3 separate regions of the Mus musculus genome follow, and regions 1 and 2 are each linked to region 3. The links are chromatin contacts, called in public HiChIP or PLAC-seq and promoter capture Hi-C maps. All regions are on one chromosome and are shown on one strand. The core of a region is the stretch at or near the end of the contact, and the rest is flanking DNA. Distances in the headings are between cores, read along the strand shown.

Evidence for each region. Promoter capture Hi-C pulls out the DNA fragments that hold promoters and counts their contacts. HiChIP or PLAC-seq counts read pairs in DNA pulled down with a chosen protein or histone mark.
Region 1: an H3K27ac HiChIP or PLAC-seq map of extraembryonic endoderm stem cells shows a contact between it and region 3. The contact joins the enhancer-like site here to the promoter of Lcor in region 3. A contact is called at or near these places in 18 of 39 promoter capture datasets (the 3T3-L1 cell line, 3T3-L1-derived adipocytes, the C10 cell line and 12 more), 5 of 15 datasets of contacts at CTCF or cohesin (the G1E-ER4 cell line, the NIH/3T3 cell line, embryonic stem cells and 1 more), 47 of 484 Hi-C or Micro-C datasets (the AML12 cell line, B cells, the Ba/F3 cell line and 21 more) and 23 of 115 datasets of contacts at active chromatin or transcription factors (the 230-238 cell line, the HPC-7 cell line, the NIH/3T3 cell line and 11 more).
Region 2: a contact with region 3 is called in a promoter capture Hi-C map of liver, with 3 times the contacts expected there. The contact joins the promoter of Morf4l1b here to the promoter of Lcor in region 3. A contact is called at or near these places in 2 of 39 promoter capture datasets (the 3T3-L1 cell line and liver), 5 of 484 Hi-C or Micro-C datasets (the C2C12 cell line, bone marrow-derived macrophages, erythroblasts and 2 more) and 4 of 115 datasets of contacts at active chromatin or transcription factors (the HPC-7 cell line, the SCID.adh cell line, embryonic stem cells and 1 more).

What each region holds. Positions count from the first base shown.
Region 1 is chr19:41,448,385-41,451,391 of GRCm38.p6, forward strand. No RefSeq gene overlaps it. Among named protein-coding and RNA genes, the nearest start is that of Gm33951, 4.8 kb to the left of the region's middle. Within about 2 kb of position 1,492, at least 20 of the 459 cell types and tissues checked have an H3K27ac peak or open chromatin away from gene starts, as enhancers often do. A contact at or near this core is called in the AML12 cell line, extraembryonic endoderm stem cells, liver and 2 more, where this site is marked.
Region 2 is chr19:41,523,638-41,526,800 of GRCm38.p6, forward strand. Morf4l1b (mortality factor 4 like 1B) reads left to right here and starts at 1,615. Exons shown (of 1, transcript NM_001326287.1): 1 at 1,615-3,163. The coding sequence starts at 1,703. The coding sequence ends at 2,674. The region is part of intron 2 of Lcor (ligand dependent nuclear receptor corepressor); the gene reads left to right.
Region 3 is chr19:41,480,982-41,484,033 of GRCm38.p6, forward strand. Lcor (ligand dependent nuclear receptor corepressor) reads left to right here and starts at 1,701. Exons shown (of 8, transcript NM_001370767.1): 1 at 1,701-1,802; 2 at 2,546-2,619.

The DNA.
Region 1 (3,007 bases), core at 242-2,741, 33 kb before region 3:
CCCAGCAACCACATGGTGGCTCACAACCACCCGTAATGAGGTCTGACTCTCTCTTCTGGAGTGTCGGAAGACAGCTACAGTGTACTTACATATAATAAATAAATAAATCTTAAAAAAAAATTTAAAAATTTTAAAATATTTTACCATAATCGCAAAAGGATTAAGTCACCTAAATGACATATTTCTTAATCTTTTTTTTAACGTGTTAGAGTGATTTGCTTACATGTATATATGCGTACCAGTGTGCCGGATGCTTGAGGAAGATAGGAAAAGATATAGGTTTTCCAGGAACTGGATTAATGAGAGTGCTGGGAACTCATCCCAAGCCTTTTGCAAGATTCACAAGTGCTCTTGATGTCTTGGAAGATAAAGAGTTTCTCTGACTTCATCCTGGAATCTTGACCAATATAGAGAGACAGACAATTCCTCTGCAACAATAATCCTCAGACTTAAAAAAAAAAAGTGGGGCTGGAGAGATGGCTTAGCGGTTAGGAGCACTGACTGCTCTTTCAAAGAGCAGTCATAATGAAATCTGACTCCCTCTTCTGGTGTGTCTGAAGACAGCTACAGTGTACTTAGATATAATAAATAAATATTTTTTTAAAAAAATGTTTAATTACATGGTGTGTGTGTGTAGGTGCTTTTGGGGGTCTTGCTAGTGATATATATGATTATATATAGTGATATAAATGATTTTCTTTTTTAATTTTTTTAAGATTTATTTATTTATTATATGTGTGTACACTGTAGCTGTCTTCAGACACTCCAGAAAAGGAAATCAGATTTTTGTTAAGGATGGTTGTGAGCTACCATGTGGTTGCTGGGATTTGAACTCAGGACCTCTGGAAGAGCCGTCAGTGCTCTTAACGGCTGAGCCATCTCACCAGCCCCCCTATAAGTGATTTTCTACTCTCAACCCCAGACATTCAGAACTTTTTTTTCATTCAGAACTTTGTAAAGATCCCAAGGTGCTCTCTCTGAGTAGCCAGAACAGAGGAGCCCTGCAGGCCTCACTCCTGTAAAGCACCTTCAATTGCCTTCCTTCACAGTGTAGTAAGGGGGCCGGGGTGCTGGTATGAGACTTTAATCCTAGCACTCTGAGGCAGATCCCTCTGAGTCTGAGGCCGGGTCCAGAACAGCCAGAGTTACACAGTGAGACCCTCCCTAAAAAAAAAAAAAAGGAGTGTGGACTGGGGGAGCCAGGACTGGGGGAGCCAGCTCAGCTGGTAAAGTGCTCGCTCAGCAGCACAAACCCTGAGCTTGGTCCCTTGTTTGCTGTGGCCACTGCACTTAGAAAAGTTCCTCTTCTTTGGTTAAATAGTGGCAGGTCCCACCCTCTACCCCACACACTCCCTGGAAATCACCGTAATTAGCGTTCCGGACTTGTTTTCCTAAATCCCTGCCCTTGACAATGGCCACAGGAGAGGTCTGCAGTCCCCTGGCATTCTTTCCCTCACTAGTCACCACTGTTTGGTCACTCCTAGCAATGACCAATGTCCATCTCTTACAAAGAAATCTCTTCCAAGCCCCTTCTGCCCGCTCCAACCTGTAAACAGATGATAGATGGACTCTGCTTCTTAAAATAACCCTGTTGCAGATTTTTCCAAAAATAAACTATCTGAAGTCATCATTTCTTTGTCTTTCCTTCTTGCTGCCCTTTGAATTCTAAAGTCCATATAAAAAGAAGCAGGCATGGTGTGTTGTCCTTGTGATCCCAGTGCTGGGATGTAGAGACAGGTAGATAAATACTTTGGCTATTTGACTAGCCAGCATGGAGTATTTGGTAAGGTCCATGCTAGTGAGAGATCTATCTCAAACAGGGTGGATGGTGCCTGGAGAACAACCCACTCTGGCCTCTGGCCTCCATAAACACACATGTACACACATGTACCAGCACACATACGTGCACCCGCAAACACATGGACATGTACCCACAGAGAGGGAAAATAAAGTATATTGAAGATTCTTCTCACCTCGAGCTGGGTATGCAGCACAACTTTGCTTAGCTAATTAGATGTTCAGCCTGGACTCTGAGTCTTTAGGAAAGGTATTTAACGGGTCAGGGCCAATTAAAAATTGTTCATCAAATAACCATGGTACTGAGAGTCTGGGACTGCAGGACGTGGAGGCTTCCTACAGAGTGTGCATGCATGCATGCGTGCGTGCGTACAGGCACTTGTGCGTTGGTTAAGAAGTTAGGTGTGTGGTTGTGTCTTTTATCCCCTAGGACCAAAGCTAGCTTTTCTAGATGCTATAGGACTCCCTTTATATGAGGTATTGTAATTCAAAGACGGTGAACGAAGTCGAAGTTACCACAGGCTTGGGTGGAGACCTGGAAGGTAGTGTTTAGTGAGCACAGAGCTTCTGTTTGGGTTGATGCAGAGTTTGTGGAGATGAATAGAAGTGATGTTTACTCAGCCATGGGAACATACCTGGTCAAACTGCATTTCGTGCTTTACAAGGCAATGAGACTGGTGTGGCACTGCTTGCCCTTAATCCCGATACTCAGAAGGCAGAAGTGTGTGGATCTCCAAGAGTTCCAAGTCACCCTGGTCTATGTATGTGGTGAGACCCTGTCTCAAAAGAAACAACAATGAAAATGGCTTTAGAGTACTTGACTAGCGCAGGCTAACTCTGTGAGTTAACCCTAACACTGCTGTACTGGTTAGTTGTATGGCAACTTGACATAAGGTACAGTCATCTGACAGGAGGGCACCTCAGTTGAAAATATGCCTCCATCAGATCCAGTTGTAGGGTATTTTCTTAATTAGTGATTGATTGAGGGAGGGCCCAACCCATTATGTGTGGGCCTCCCCTGGACTGGTGATGCTGGATAAGAAGACAGGCTGATCAAGCCATGGGGGAGTGTCTTAGTCATGGTTTTTATTCCTGCACAAACATCATGATCAAAAGGAAGTTGGGGAGGAAAGAGTTTATTCAGATTATATTTTCCACCTTGCTGTTGATCACCAAAGGAAGTCAGGACTGGAACTCAAGCAGGTCAGGA
Region 2 (3,163 bases), core at 365-2,864, 43 kb after region 3:
CGATATTTATTATTAGTAAAACTGAATAGTGCTAATATCCAGTGAACAGAGAACAGCAAAATATTTAAAGTGTGTAGTGCATAAGGCTCAGTGTGTTGTGGCAAGTGAACAGAAGAGAAATGGCTTACATATGGTTATGTTTTAGAACAAAATTAGTTGTGGCAAAATCTTTTATGACTAAGTTTGTTGTGTTGTTGACTGCTTGCTTATTTTTGTCAGAGTTTCTACACCCCTCCCCTAATACAGGACTTTAGTCAGTAGCCTAGTCTGGGTGTGAAACTTGCTCTGTAGCATAGCTCTGAACTTGGACATTCCACTCGTGTAGCCTCTTGAATGCTGGCTGTAATCTTGCATCATATCCAGCAAGCATTCCTCTGAACCGCCCCCCCCTGCTTTTTTGTTTGTTTGTTTTTGTTTTTTTGTTTTGAGACAAGAGTTTCTCTGGGTAGCCCTGGCTGTCCTGCAGTTCCTTCTGGCCTCACCTACAGATCTGCCTGCACTCTGCCTTCAGAGTTCAGGGCCACTCTGTTTTTCATTCTGTAATTTTTTTTCCTAATGATTATGTATTACTGAATTTCTTTCTCAGTTGACCTAGTTCAGATTTTGATCTTTGTTAGTTTTGAATTACTATTCCCCCAAGCGTTGGTTCATTTTCCCCTTTCTTGCTGTGTTTACATTTTTCCTTTTTGGAAATTGAGGACAGCCATGGCATGGTGGTACACAGTTGTAACCATTGCAGTCTGGAGACTGAGATAAGAGGACCTAAGGATATTATCCTGGGCTATTTATAGAAACCCTGTCTCAAAAATAAAATTTGACTTACTATGAGAGTTTAAAATTTGTTATAATTTTATATAATAGATCTTTCATGTAAGAACTACCAAACCTGCTGGATTTTTTGGTTATTTAATACCTTCTAAGAGACTCAAATGCTTTCAGTCTTACTGTAAAGATGAGAATTCCTTTCTGGAAAATAAGAGGAATTGGAGTTGGAGACTGTTTTGAGATTTACTTAAAGGAACAGAGGTTAACTGTTACTGAGACTCTATAGTCTCCAGGGTCAAAAATAGATAGTATTTGGCCATTAATCCCGATGATTGCACCACCACCGCTGCCTCTCTACCTCTACAGCTCCTAACTCACGCCTTTCTTCTTTTCTAATGTTTGAAAGAGCAAGAGGACACAGTAACTAATTACATTAGGTAAATAACAATCAGCTGTTTGATTAGTGGGTAATTTAATTTTGTTAATACCTTTAGAATAATTTGATGTCAAGAAATAAAATTGAAAAATAATTGCTTTCTAATGATAAATCAAAAAGTTACAGTTTAAAAATAATATAAAAATTAACTCTAATTACAATACGAACTTCAGTAGCTACTGTATTGCAGATTAGAGGTTTATAGGAAGTAGAGCAAAGACATTTTAATTACAATATTATTTTTATTATCAGTTTAGCAAGATAGTACTGTTTCTGAAGTCTGCCTTTTAATTTTAATTTTAATTGTATGTGTAATTTGCCTACCTCTGTCTGTGTACCATGTGTATGCACTGCCTTTGGAGGCCAAAAAGGACATTGGATCCTCGGGGACTGGTATTACTAAGACAATTAAGAGTCTACATACAGAGTTGGGTGGGGTAGAGAGTAGGGGGCGGTAGTCGGGGGTGGTGGGAGAAGGAGGAGGCGGCGAATCACTTATAAATGGCGCCCAAGCAGGACCCTAAGCCGAAATTCCAGGAGGGCGAGCGAGTGCTGTGCTTTCATGGGCCTCTTCTCTATGAAGCAAAGTGTGTAAAGGTTGCCATAAAGGACAAACAAGTGAAATACTTCATCCATTACAGTGGCTGGAATAAAAATTGGGATGAATGGGTGCCAGAAAGCAGAGTACTCAAATACGTGGACACCAATTTGCAGAAACAGCGAGAACTTCAAAAGGCCAATCAGGAACAATATGCAGAGGGCAAGATGAGAGGGGCTGCTCCGGGGAAGAAGACATCCGGCCTGCAACAGAAAAATGTCGAAGTGAAAACAAAAAAGAACAAGCAGAAAACACCTGGAAATGGAGATGGTGGCAGTACCAGTGAGACACCTCAGCCTCCTAGGAAGAAGAGAGCCCGGGTAGATCCTACCGTTGAAAATGAAGAAACCTTCATGAACAGAGTTGAAGTTAAAGTGAAGATCCCTGAAGAGCTGAAACCCTGGCTTGTGGATGACTGGGACTTGATCACCAGACAAAAGCAGCTTTTTTATCTTCCTGCCAAGAAGAATGTGGATTCCATTTTGGAGGATTATGCAAATTATAAGAAGTCTCGAGGAAATACAGATAATAAAGAGTATGCTGTTAATGAGGTGGTGGCAGGCATAAAGGAGTACTTCAATGTCATGTTGGGCACTCAGCTTCTCTACAAGTTTGAGAGACCACAGTACGCTGAAATCCTCACCGACCACCCGGATGCGCCCATGTCCCAGGTGTACGGAGCGCCACATTTGCTGAGATTATTTGTGCGAATTGGAGCGATGTTGGCCTACACGCCTCTAGATGAGAAAAGCCTTGCTTTATTACTGAACTATCTACATGATTTTCTCAAGTACCTGGCGAAGAATTCTGCAACCTTGTTCAGTGCCAGTGATTATGAAGTGGCCCCTCCTGAGTACCATCGGAAAGCCGTGTGAGGGCGTGCTCGCCCTCTCTCCCTCGTGCTTGGATCTCTGTAAACAGTTTGGTTCTTAGTCCTTCTCTTGTACAAATGATGTACTTTGAAGACCGTTAGTGTATAACAGAGTTGTTTGTTTCCTCTTTGATTTTAAACAGAGAAAATAAAAGGAGTAACTGCTCCTTTTTTCTTCCTTTTTTCATTTCAAAGTTTCTACCAGTGTATCAGTGACGGACAACAGAGAGACATGCTGTAGAGTGTTTGCCTAGTTGACAAAGCTGCTTTTGAATGCTGGTGGTTCTGTTCCTTTGACACTACGCACTTTTATAATATGTGTTAATGCTCTATGACAAATGCTCTGATTCCTAGTGCCAAAGGTTCACTTCAGTGTATATAACTGAACACTCATCCATCTGTGCTCTTTTTTTTTTTTTTTAATGGTGCTTAAAGAGCCCATCCTTTGCAAGTCATCCATGTCATTCCTTAGGCATCTTATCTTTGCTCAACT
Region 3 (3,052 bases), core at 451-2,950:
TGATTTGAAAAGTATATTATTAACTACTTTTAACTTGTACATTGCTCACTTATTAAAAACAACAAAATGTTTTATGAAACACTTTCTCCAACCATCACAGAAAGTTGCTTAAAATCTACAAGATTGAAACCCACCACCTAGTGGTGAGGAAAGGAATTTCACGCTAGAGATAGGGAACGGGATGGTTTCTCCCAGCTAGCGGTCATTTCCCTTTGATCTTCTCCCCACCTAACCCAGGGTAGTAATAACCACACAGAAACTCAACGAAGTCTGACCTAAGACTTTATTTGCCAGGGGTCTTGCTTTGAGACACGGTCTCATTATGTTGCCCAGGCTGGCCTGGCATTTGCAATCCTGCCTCTCAGCCCACCGAACTGTTGCTATTACCAGGTGTGCACCATCGTGGTCGGCTGATGGTGTAGTAGTCTAAAGCGATGAAACAGTGCGGGCTTTGAGAATTGTGGAAATCTAATTGGCTCTGAGATGGAAGGTGCCTACTACCCGTAATCTTACTCCTATCCAGGAGACCCACCAAGTCATTCTTAGGGGCAGTTACCCCCGTTCCCACGCCAGAGCGCCCTCCCTTCAAAGACCCAGACTTGATACACATCAGTGGAATCCTTGAGGTCAAGTGATGATTTTGTTTTACCTACAGAAATACTTACATTTAAATATTTAGAAGGAATGCACTCTCAAATTCTAAGGGTGAGGAAGAGGCCACCTAGCTTGTATTGGTAAGTAGCCATTTCCGTTTTTTTCATTTCCTATTTCCTCCTTGCTCTTTCTCCTCTCTTTCAAATAAATCAAGTAATTAATAGTGTGATGTTTAAACAAAACAAGGCTCCCTGTGCAAGGTGGTTTAATTATCCCAGAAGGCACCTGGAAATCCTTTCTCATCAAAATGTTCTGAGTCCTTTCCTGAACTACGGATCTGGGCGTATATTTCCCAACATATTCTTAAGCTGTTGTTTGAAAGTTTGAAATTCATTTTCTACTAGCACATTTTTTTTTCTCAGCTCTCTTAAGACTTTCAACTATGATCAGTCTTGCTAGTAAGAGATCCCCTAGGCTTTTTATTTGACTTAAAACCCTTTTCTTTTTTTTTTTTTTTTAAATTGGGGCTTATGAATACCGGCGAAGCATTTCGATAACTTAAAACTTAAAATTATCCACTTCACCTTTGCAAACCTCGGGGCTCAATGCCTCCAAGGGCATCCGGGCATTTATTCCTATTTCTGCTCTTGCACGGCGCCCCCGTGGGAGGAGCCGTTTCGACCGAGAAGTTGCGAGAAGCAATGGTGCGGAACTTGCAACAGTTGGTGCGGGCCGATAGGCAGGTAGGAAGTGATAGATGGGACTAGTTTAAAACCCAAAAGCCCCGGGGAGGGCCGGGGCCACCGTGGCCTGCCTGGAGAGCGAGGGCGGCGCGGGGACCGAGCGCCGGCGTAGAAAGACGCCGTTCCGGGCGGGGCGGGGGGACTGGACGTGGGACGCAGAGCTGGTGCGCGGGGACGCCGGGCGGGCGGGCGGGCGGGAGGAGGAGCGGGCCGCCACGGGGCCACGGGGAGGTGAGCGCAGCCTTGCCCCCGCGCCGCCCCCGGCGGGAGGCGCGACGCCCAGGCCACGGGTGCGTGCGCGGCCCCGGGCGACGCGGCTGGGCGTGCGCGGGGCCGCGGCGGAGGCAGGGCCGGGCGGGCGGCAGAAGATGGCGAGGGTGTGTAGGCGGCAGCAATGCTCCGTTGAGAGACGCGGCTTTCGGCAAGAACTGGACTCGTGGCGCCACAAGCTCATCCACTGTGTAGGTGAGGCCCTCCACCGGTGCCCCGGGCCGCCCGGCCGCCGGCCTCCCGTGCGTGGGAGGGAGCAGGGCAGAGTCCGCCGCGCTCCGGCCCCGCGCGCCCTCCCGGGCTCGGCCCCCTCCCCCACCCCCCGGAGCGCGAGCGCGCCGCCGCGGCGCCCCTCCCCTCGGCTCGCGGGGCGGGCTCGGACGCGCGGCCTCTCCCCCAGCGGGCGCATTGTGGACGCCGGGCCCGCCGCCGCCGCCGCCAGCGCGCCGGGACGCACGGGGTCGCCCCCACCTGCCCTCGCCCCGCGCCCCTCCCCCACGCCGGCGGCGCGCCCCCGTGCACGCGTGCACGCGCGGCGGCGCTCGGGCGTGTGCGAGGCGTGAGGTGGAGATGGGGGCGGAGGGAGCCGGAGCTGTCACAGGCCCCGCGTCCGCCTGAGCGAGCCAAGTGGGGTGTCATGGCCGCGGGGGGCAGCGGCTGCACTTCCTCTGCTGGCAGCGGCGGCTGCGGAGTTAGTCCTCGACGCACGGGTCGGTGTGTGCGGATTTGTGTTTGGCGTGCGCGCGCGGCGGGGAGGCCCGGGTGGGAAGCCGGGCGGGGGGGTCACCCTGGTCCCCTCCGCGGAGCCCCGGCGGCCGGCGACCGGCGCGCTTCCCCGGGCGGCGGGAGCGTGGACGGGAGTGGGGGGCGCCCGGGAGGGGCCGGGAGGCGAGCTGCACCTCTCACACTGTGTGTTTTGTCTGTTTTTCTCTCCCAAGGTCCCGTTTCCCTCTGTGCGGCGGCCGGCGGGACCATAAGGGCTTAACTCACATATTTAACCCCCCTCCAAAAAGTAAGTGGCTCTTGTGGTGTCTGCTCCACCCGCCGCCCCCTAGCCTCTGTCCATCCTTGTGTCTGACTCTAATGTCCTCAGCATTGTTATTTCCCCGTCTCTGCTTCGGTGCGGCTGATGTGTGGGGAAATGCCCTCTCGTCGTCCTCTGTCCCCCACGCCCAGTCCTCGGGGAGGCCCGGAATTCCAGCCCCCCGTGTGGATGGGGCGCGTTCTAGGGATTCAGGTCTTCCTCAGACGGACCTGGGAAATTCTGTCCGTCCACTTGGGCCCGGGGTCCCCTCTTTCCCGATGGGGTTTCGTTGGAAGGAATTATGCAAATCCTGCTTTCTGGTGTCCATTCAGCGGCAATTTCATGCGGTGAGAAGTTCTCTTTGTTGTGCGAGGGGGAGAACAGACACTGATTTAATAGACATATCTGCTGGGGGGGGGGG